3 separate regions of the Zea mays genome follow, and regions 1 and 2 are each linked to region 3. Evidence: chromatin contacts called from public Hi-C data. All regions are on one chromosome and are shown on one strand. The core of a region is the stretch at or near the end of the contact, and the rest is flanking DNA. Distances in the headings are between cores, read along the strand shown.

Region 1 (2,990 bases), core at 455-2,954, 790 kb before region 3:
TTTCTGTTTATACATAATAATAATATATAATTGTTTATGTTGTTCATTATATTCCTTACAATTCATCCTTCGTCATTATATAATGTATTTATGAAGGTACGCCCTTCATAACCTTCGTCCGAAAACCATTATATCCTAAGGGGAATAATGCTTCGAAGGACGAAGGATTTTACCGATTAACATTTTCTATGTTGCCTTGTTCTTGACTCATAGTATTTGAGAACAAGTCCCCAACATGCATTGTATAGTGCGATGGGAAGTGCTGCTGGGACGGGTGAGGATTCCGGTAACAATCCTCCTCAAAAAGGTCATGTGCGGACTGTCCGAACATTGGCCCGGACCGTCCGTGATTATGTGCGGACCGTCCGTTGTTGTACGCGGACGGTCCGACTGGGTAGTTTAGATTCTGTGTCGTGTGTGGTGGTTCGGGCGCATATCTAGGTAACTCATTAAAAATCGGCCCGACTGTTGTTGGTCCGGACGGTCCGCGCTAACGTGCGGACGGTCCGGGCATGTGCAGATCGACTGATTTGCTGCCGATTTGCGGTTGCTCAGGGTATGTGCCCATCGGCATCCCATAAAGGGGTTGTGACTGGTCGTGACAACCTGTAGCCGATGTGTTACGCGTGTTACCTCCTAACTCAACCTCGTGCGAAGGAAAATTTGTGATACTAGATTTATCAAATGCACGCACTAGTCTCTTAAGATCGCTTTGCATACCCCCTATGATGTTCTGCATTTGTTCACGCTGATCTTCTACATAATTTCTAAGAGATTGCAGATCGTTGGTATTACTTACATTGGGGATATCTGGCGTGGGTTGGAGCGAAGCCGGATCCGTCGCCCGATGTCGGACGACCTTGTTGTTCCTGTCCACTTTGAAGTTGGCCAAGAACTTTGCTTTCGCCTCCTGGATCATCCGCTCCTTGTGCTCCTCGAACTGGAGCTGCTCGTCAGCCGGCAAGGTTTCCCAAGTCGGCTCTATGATGTTGCTTGGAGAAATATCAGAGCTATCCCTTGAACCGGCCATTGAGGGCCGATTTGATGAGCTTAGATATGTCGTCCCCAGCGGAGTCGCCAAAAAGTATGTTGACGCCTTTTCGGAGCGCCAAATACTCAAGAAGAACCGGCGGCGGTGCTCTCTGGTCAGGCGCGGACGGTCCGCGGCCTAGGGCCGGACGGTCCGCGACCTGGCGCAGGGGCTAGGTTTTCTTGCCTGACGTCCGGACGGTCCGCGCCCTGGGGCCGGACGGTCCGCGCGTGTGCAGGGGCGGCGGAAGATCGCCGGCGGCGCCTGGATCTCGCTCCCGGGAGGGACCCCGTCGGGGAGGAGAGATCCTAGGGGTTGTCTAGGCTCGGGCCGGCCGACCTAGACTCCTCTAATCGACGTAGAGTCGAGGAGAGGCGGAGAATTTGGGGATCGAGAGGCTAAACTAGAACTAGACTAGAACTACTCCTAATTGTACTGGAAATAAATGCGAATAGAAGTTGTATTGATTCGATTGTTGATTCCAAATCGGCCGTAGACCTCTCTTTATATAGAGGAGGGGGGCTGGACCCTTTACACGACTGGATTTCGGGTTAATTCCGCAAATCTAGCCAACAAACATAGCACAAAACTCGGAACCCTAAACTGCTCTGCGCATGCGCGGACCGTCCGGCCCACAGGCGCGGACTGTCTGGACCGCGGACCGTCCGGCCGCTCAATATGGCGCTCAACAGTGATATTTTATTTTATACCCTTCGATTATAATCTAACTTATATAATTTTGACGAGAAACAAATGGTCTTATCATTAGCATCATAGTCAGCAAGGTAACAGACAAAACTCGACATAAATAAATCTTAGATCTATATTGATGACTACTAAGCCATTTCTAAGCTTGCAAGCCAAAAAAAAATACTGCATCCCGTTTCAAATTCGGAGGGAGGGGAAAAACGAAAAAGGTCACAGCCCGGGCCCCGGGGTAGGTGGGCGTGTTGGCTACTTGGCTCCCTTTGCCTTGGCACGCAAGCAGCCGCCGGAGGGAGACGGACCGAAACTGAAAATATCAGGTCATCATCATCATCCACGCGCGTGACATCACCACTCCTCGCGAACTAACCAAATTACTGCACGTCCCCTCGATCACTGGGCGTGACTGCGTGGGCGGGCAGACAGGAGTGGCCGCGGTGCAAAAAAAAAGGAGAGGAGAAAGAACGACGCCACAGAGGCCACGCGGCCTTTGCCGCCACGAAAAAAAAAGCCGGCTCACGTGTCGGTCCCTGACACGTGGGGCCGCCACGCACGCAGCGGATGCGGCGGGGCTGGAGCGACACGTCGGCCGCCGCCGCCGCCTCTAGGATGTCCCCGTCGCTTTCTGGTGGGACCGGCGGGGATACGGCCCGGTGCCATTGGATACCCGGCTCTGCTATCACCTACAGGTGGGTCCTGCGGCCTCTGTGGGGGTGGGGAAAGCAAACGGTCTGTTTCTTCGTTCGTTTGGTGCCTGGCTGCCTGCGGTTAAACGGGCAGCAAAGAAAAAGAAAATGATTTCCCGAAATGGGCTCGGGGAAGGGATGCTATAAAAAGTGGAGTTGTCAGCCAACAACGGCGGCAGCGAGCGCACGAAAGTTGGTTCGGAGGTTTCTTGAGGGGTTTAGCTTGGCGGCAAGTCAAATGCGAGCGGAGTGATGTGGCCCATGGAGGAAGAGGAGGTGTTCGTGACGGTGAGGCGGACGGAGCACGTCGACGTCACCTCCCGGGCGGTGGTCGTGGCTGCGGGGCGCGCCGCCGTCGCGGGGCCCAGGACGGTGCGGGTCTTCTGCGACGACTACGACGCGACCGACTCGTCCGGCGACGAAGCGGAGGAGGAGGAGGAAAAGAAGGCCGCGCGCAGGAGGGTGAAGCGCTACGTGCAGGAGATCCACCTGGAGCGGGCGGCAAAGGAGGAGGAGGAGGCGACGGCCGCGGCGTCTCTGGGGGCGGTGCTCCCGGGGCCGAAGCGGAA
Region 2 (2,911 bases), core at 370-2,869, 570 kb before region 3:
CTCCCGGGCGCGCTCGTACGTCCAGAAGTAGACGCCGTGCGCCGGCGCGTCGCGGAGCGCGGTCACCGCCAGCCCGCGGTACACGCCGCGCAGGCCCTCGCGCCGGAGGATTTCACGGACCATCTCCACGGGGCCGTGCCCCGACGCCGCCTCCAGCTGCAGCCGGATCTTGACCAGCTCCACCGGGGACAGGATCAGCGTCTGCAGCGCCCCCGTGCTGACGCCGGCCAGCGCCACGCTCGCGTAGGACGGCGGCTCGGAGGTGGCGGGGCCCAGCGACCGCGACAGGACCGCATACACCTGGAACACCATCGCGTTCTGCAAACACAGACAGCAACAGCGAGCATTTTCGTTAGCTAGCATGGGACATGACAATTGACACCACCATAGCGCGCGTGGCAGACTGGTGAGAGAGCACGGCGAAAGGAGGCCATGTGAAGCCGAAGCATGCCATGTGAGCGCCTGCAGCGCCGCAGCATTTCGCCAGAGATTCAACCCAAACATGTGTCGTGCCCACACTGCCCACTGATTCTGCCAGATGCAGGTATTTCCTGCTGTTCGTCTGGTAACCCACTCGGCCGAAAATGAGATGACCATTTCGACACGTCTAGCTATCTATCTCTGGAGCTTGCTGGCTGCTTGTGTTCGCGAGTGCACAAAGAGACAGACAAGGCAAGAAAAGGTAGTGCCGTCGCCCGATGGCTAAACTCGATCGGTAGCGAGTGGTGTAGCGCATGTGCTTTTGTGGAGCAAATAAAAATGTCATCTTTGAAAGCGATCGCCTTTTACTAAAAAGTAAGCAATCCTTGGAGACAAAGGGGAAAAGGAAGACGTATCGAAAGGATCCACGGCGTCCGTCCGAGGCCCTGGGATCCGTGACCCGCCCGTCCGGATCGCACGCGGCGTGACCGCGTGAGAAGGAACAGAAGCGCGGCGACGTGGAAGAAGGGCCGACTGACCTGGAAGGCGACGGAGGCGAGCGGCGCGGCCATGCCGCGGTAGAGCGCGCAGGGGCCCTCGGCGCGGAGGATGCCGCGTAGGAGGCGCGGGGCTGAGGGGTGCGCGTCGCGGCGGCGTGGTGCGCCCGCGGCGGGCGGCTGCTGGAGGCGGATGCGGAGCGTGTCGAGCGGGTGGCCCGCCAGCACGCCCGCCATGCCGCCCACCCCGCCGGCCACGAACTCGCGCCCGCCGCTGGAGGCCAGGAACTCCGGCCAGAACTCCATGGACCCGCACCCGCCGCCGCTGGTGTCGTCGCTGTACGTGCCAGCGGCGACCATCCGAGGGCCGGGCTGGATCGGGCCACGCGCGGCGCGGAGTGAACGAGACGGACGGTCCTCCGTCCCTCCGCCTGCTATAGGTGATGTTGGCTATGTATGGATGGATGGGTCCGAAACTAAAGGCAGCGCGCGGCGGCCTCCGTTGGAAAAAAAAAAACGTCGGCGCGCGCGGCCGGAGAGAGCGGAGGAGGAGGAGGAAGTGGTGGCGGGATGTTGCTGGGAGGCCGGGAAGCTAGCCGCGCGCGCGCCGCCTGAGGCGGAGAGAAGAAAGTGGTGTCTAGATGGAGAGGAGACGAGAGGTCGCTGTGCCCATGAATTGCGGCAACGGCATGCGGTATTTGTGTGTGGCTGGCTGCTTCGCTTTGGCCGTTGGCATGCGCCGAGGAAACCGGCCACGCTAGCGCTAGCGCCTCCGATCCGTTCCTTTCACGAGTATAAATAAAACACGTTCGAATTGTTGTTGTCTGTAAATTCGGTAACCATGAAATTGACTGCTACATCTTGCGGTTTAACACTGGCTATTTATTTAGGCAACAAATCGTGTGCATACACGCTTCATTCGGTGTAACCATGAAAACGTTTGCTATATGGAGTGTGCTGTGTGCATCCATATCGTGTAGATGTACGTGAACGTGAGAAAATTTTGCAAAAAATAACGCCCAACGACCTATACTGTTTTGCACTTAACCCCACTTACATGCAAAACAGTATGGACCCGCGAGCGTTTTTTACAAAATTTTCTCACGTTAACGGACAACCACGCGATACAGATGGACGCTCCACAACAAATGTTTGCACGGAATGTAGCGATTGCGCATGATATGTTGCGATTTATTTAGGCACCAACGAGTTGTGTACCGGGAACAAACGAAACACATTGTGCACAGCGCCAGGTTAGAGTACCTCCAAGGGTTTTTTTCTTCTTCTAAATTTCACTCTCTAAATTATAGTTTGGAGAGTTATTTAAATAAAACCACTTTTTATATCTTTCCAATCTCCAACAAGCATTCTATATCTTGTTTATACTGTAAAGAGTCATTGTGCTTTCTATCTTTGGCTAGTTAGAAAACCTGGAATATAAGACATCTATATTTGATAACCATTTAAATAAGTTGTTGGAGCGTATTTATTTTTTTAAAAACCCTCTATTTATATTAACTAGGAAAAATAGAGAGTATGTCTCTTACACGTCACATCAAGCACCTCAACACTTGAGTCACAATATGAATATGAATTTAAGTGTGTAGGAATAAGAATATATTTTAAAAAGGTTAAAAATTAAATAATGGAGACTAAACGTCTACAACTATATCTTCTAGAAACACTTCAAGATGCTCATGTTGGTGACAAATCAAACACATATGTGCACGAGCATGACCACATTGACGTCAAGTTAGACGTACACGTACCTCAGCAACATGAATCACAATTTGAATTTAAGTGTGTAGGAATAAAAATAAGAATAGCTTTCAGAAAAAGTTAAAAGTAAAATTTAGAGACTAAGCTATACAAGTAAATCTTCTAGAAATCCTTCAAGATGCTCATGTTGGCGACGAATAAAACACATGCGTGCACGAGCATGACCACATTATATTGGCGTCAAGTTAGACGTACCTGAGACAATATGAATTTAA
Region 3 (2,877 bases), core at 47-2,546:
CCACTTCTATGTACGAGTCACCCATACTTCTATCATTGCAAAAATTATTGTGTTGTTCCTCTGTTGTTTTGGGCGTTAGTTTTTTTGTTGTACTAAGGTCTGAGCATAATTTGGGTATGTTAATACTTTATTTATTGTCTGCATGTGGTTTGTGTTCTTCTTATGATGGCTCATGGATCCTGCAAAATATGTGTTAGGATTTGGAGATCCATGTGAGCACTACCACAGGGTGCTCGTCCCTTGTGTTCTTGGATCTTGCATGTATTAGGTCGTTTCTGAGACCACATTGGCGCAATTGACTCCATGGTGTTTGAGGTTGCTGAATTGGATGGAGCAGCAATGATTTGTCACGCTAAGAGCATCTCCAAAAGACTCTTCATTTTTTACTCTCTATTTACCTTATCATAAAGATTACACTCTATTTGTAGCATCTCCACTCCAACAGATTATCTATCTAGTTTGGCTAGTCAGGTGGCTAGCCAAATTTAGCTAGTGAGAGAGCTAATTTGGAGAGTCGGATAGCTTGACGAGCCAGATAGCTAGTCTGCTGGAGAGTTATTTTGTTGTCGAATAGCTAAAATTTACCTTGACGAGCTATTTAGCTAGTCTCTTGGAGATGCTCTAACAGTAAAAGGAAAAGTTATTTGTTGGTTTTAAACGTTAGTAATTGCTACGAAGTATCATAATTTGTTTGGAGCGCATCCAGTTTTTATTGATGCCTGACTTTAGGAACCACTCCATATTTTGATCTATCTTTTTTATAAATTTGAGGTCATATGACTTATTTTAGAAACTTGAGCTCACAAATTTACTCTTATTTGATCTCTGTATGGTGGAATTATGTCATTTTATAATCTCTATTTGTTCAGTCAGTCGTTATGAACTTTCTTCTAATCGCTCTCTTTATTGGCCGTGTTGTACCAACATATATTAGATGAAGTAAACAACAACATCAGTTAGCTAAATAAAAAATATTATACGGAAAGTGGAGACAATCAATAAAAAATCTTGAGATTTTTTTATGGATAATTTATATAAGTATTGTTGTGAGCCGTCACAACGCACGAACAATCTAATATTGTAACTATACAGTCGAGAGTAAATGTGAGGTGCTGTGATTGGTATTGGCATGGCATGCCCCCTTCCACGTTGATTCCGTCTACCTTTCCACGTACCACTCCGGCGTCCAGGCGTCCAGCCCGCCTTCCATTTCGACCGTCCAATCCAAATCTGACGTTCTCGATGTCCCCCATCAGCTGCAAACCCCTTGCGCGCCTACAAATTCGCAGCGCGACCAGACCTCTCCTCCGCCTTTCCCGTGTCGTGTCCCCCGCAGCAATCACCGCGAGGGTTTCTTCCAATCCCGTTCGTTCCGTTCCAGTTCCAGCATGGCGGAGCAGCCGCAGGAAGGCGGCGCGAGCCCCAAGCACGAGTCCCTGATGGAGAAGCTCGCCGACAAGCTCCACGTCGGCGGCGGCAAGGGCGACTCCTCGTCCTCGGACTCCGACAGAGACGAGCCGCCCCACCCCTCGGCGCCGCCCACCGACGAGGTCAAGCAGCCCTCATTCTCCGACTCCACCGCCACGGCGGCCGCCGAGGCCAAGGCCAAGGTGTTCCGCCTCTTCGGCCGCGAGCAGCCCATCCACAAGGCGCTTGGTGGAGGCAAGCGTATGGCTCTGTTTCCCACTCCCACGCTCCGGTTGGTGCTTGCTTTTGGCTTGAAATCGCTAGATCGGATCTGCTGAGGTGCTTGGGTGGGTTGCGGACTACTAGATCTGATCGCTTACGTTTTATGGGATGGGACTAGCTAGGGCTTTAGGAAGGAACCGGTCCTTTAGATCGGTCAGTGCAGTCCCGCAGATTGGGGTCTTACCTGATCCCGGCAAATGTAGGCGACTAGTCTGCTTGGTTACTCTATGCTTGCTTCAAATCTGACCAATGCAAGTCACTGCACGCCGGTACTTATCCGATCTGCATGCTGTGCCTGTGAATGCTATTATTCACTGCCAAGCTCGTCTGAGCTGAGGCATACAGTATCTTTGCAGTGTCTGGTCTACCACACCCCACACGAATGCTGGTGGCGTTTCTGTAACTGCCATACTGCTATTAAACTTTTGAATACATCTGGTCTCTCGTGTTTACCATAGTCGGAACCTATTATCTGCAAGCGCATATCAGAGCCGATATATATATTTGTCTATGGATCAATGCTGAAGGGCCCTTTTGGTTGCTTTGAATTAAGATTATGAAACCGTGGAGATTTGAAGTTTGTTTGCAAAAGAAATATCTGGTAGCCTTCATGTTATGTTTATCTCAGTAAATGTCTTTTCGTTAGAGCTGTTTGATACTACCTTATCTACTCTGAAATGAAAGGTTTTCGTTTAGGGAGACTGTGATGCTTGCGCGTGTTGTTGTGCCTGATTATATGCCTTTAATGTAACCAAATGACAACAAGCATCATCGGTTTGTGTCTAGAGCTGATATTCTCCTGCCTTAAGCTTGATGATTGATAGACTTGATTGGTGTAATGTCAATTGTGAGACACTGAGACCTAAATACCTGATCGTCTGTCATTTTACCTACCTTACTCATTACTCTTCTCTATTTTGCAGCTGCTGATGTGTTCCTGTGGAGGAACAGGAACATCTCCGCCGGAGTACTTGGTGGAGCCACAGCAATCTGGATCCTATTTGAATTGCTTGGCTACCATCTTCTTACTTTTGTTTGCCATGGTCTCATATTCTCTCTGGGTGTTCTCTTTCTCTGGTCTAATGCTTCATCGTTTATCCACAAGTAAGAGATCACCTCAGTATCATAAACTGCTCAAACTATAAAACATACAAGTTTGTCCATTGCTAGTTAGATGGGCATAGGCTA

The links. Hi-C and Micro-C count contacts between places; a contact is called where the count stands out from the background.
Region 1: a contact with region 3 is called in a Hi-C map of ear, with 3 times the contacts expected there. The contact joins the promoter of LOC103634995 here to the promoter of LOC101027215 in region 3. A contact is called at or near these places in 3 of 25 Hi-C or Micro-C datasets (bundle sheath, ear and tassel).
Region 2: a contact with region 3 is called in a Hi-C map of ear, with 2.5 times the contacts expected there. The contact joins the promoter of LOC100285848 here to the promoter of LOC101027215 in region 3. A contact is called at or near these places in 4 of 25 Hi-C or Micro-C datasets (bundle sheath, ear, leaf mesophyll and 1 more).

What each region holds. Positions count from the first base shown.
Region 1 is chr8:27,609,879-27,612,868 of Zm-B73-REFERENCE-NAM-5.0, forward strand. LOC103634995 (pathogenesis-related genes transcriptional activator PTI6) reads left to right here and starts at 1,705. Exons shown (of 1, transcript XM_008657568.4): 1 at 1,705-2,990. The coding sequence starts at 2,674.
Region 2 is chr8:27,827,168-27,830,078 of Zm-B73-REFERENCE-NAM-5.0, forward strand. LOC100285848 reads right to left here and starts at 1,620. Exons shown (of 2, transcript NM_001372341.1): 1 at 960-1,620; 2 at 1-318. The coding sequence starts at 1,277.
Region 3 is chr8:28,398,222-28,401,098 of Zm-B73-REFERENCE-NAM-5.0, forward strand. LOC101027215 (reticulon-like protein B1) reads left to right here and starts at 1,297. Exons shown (of 5, transcript NM_001346553.1): 1 at 1,297-1,668; 2 at 2,613-2,793. The coding sequence starts at 1,389.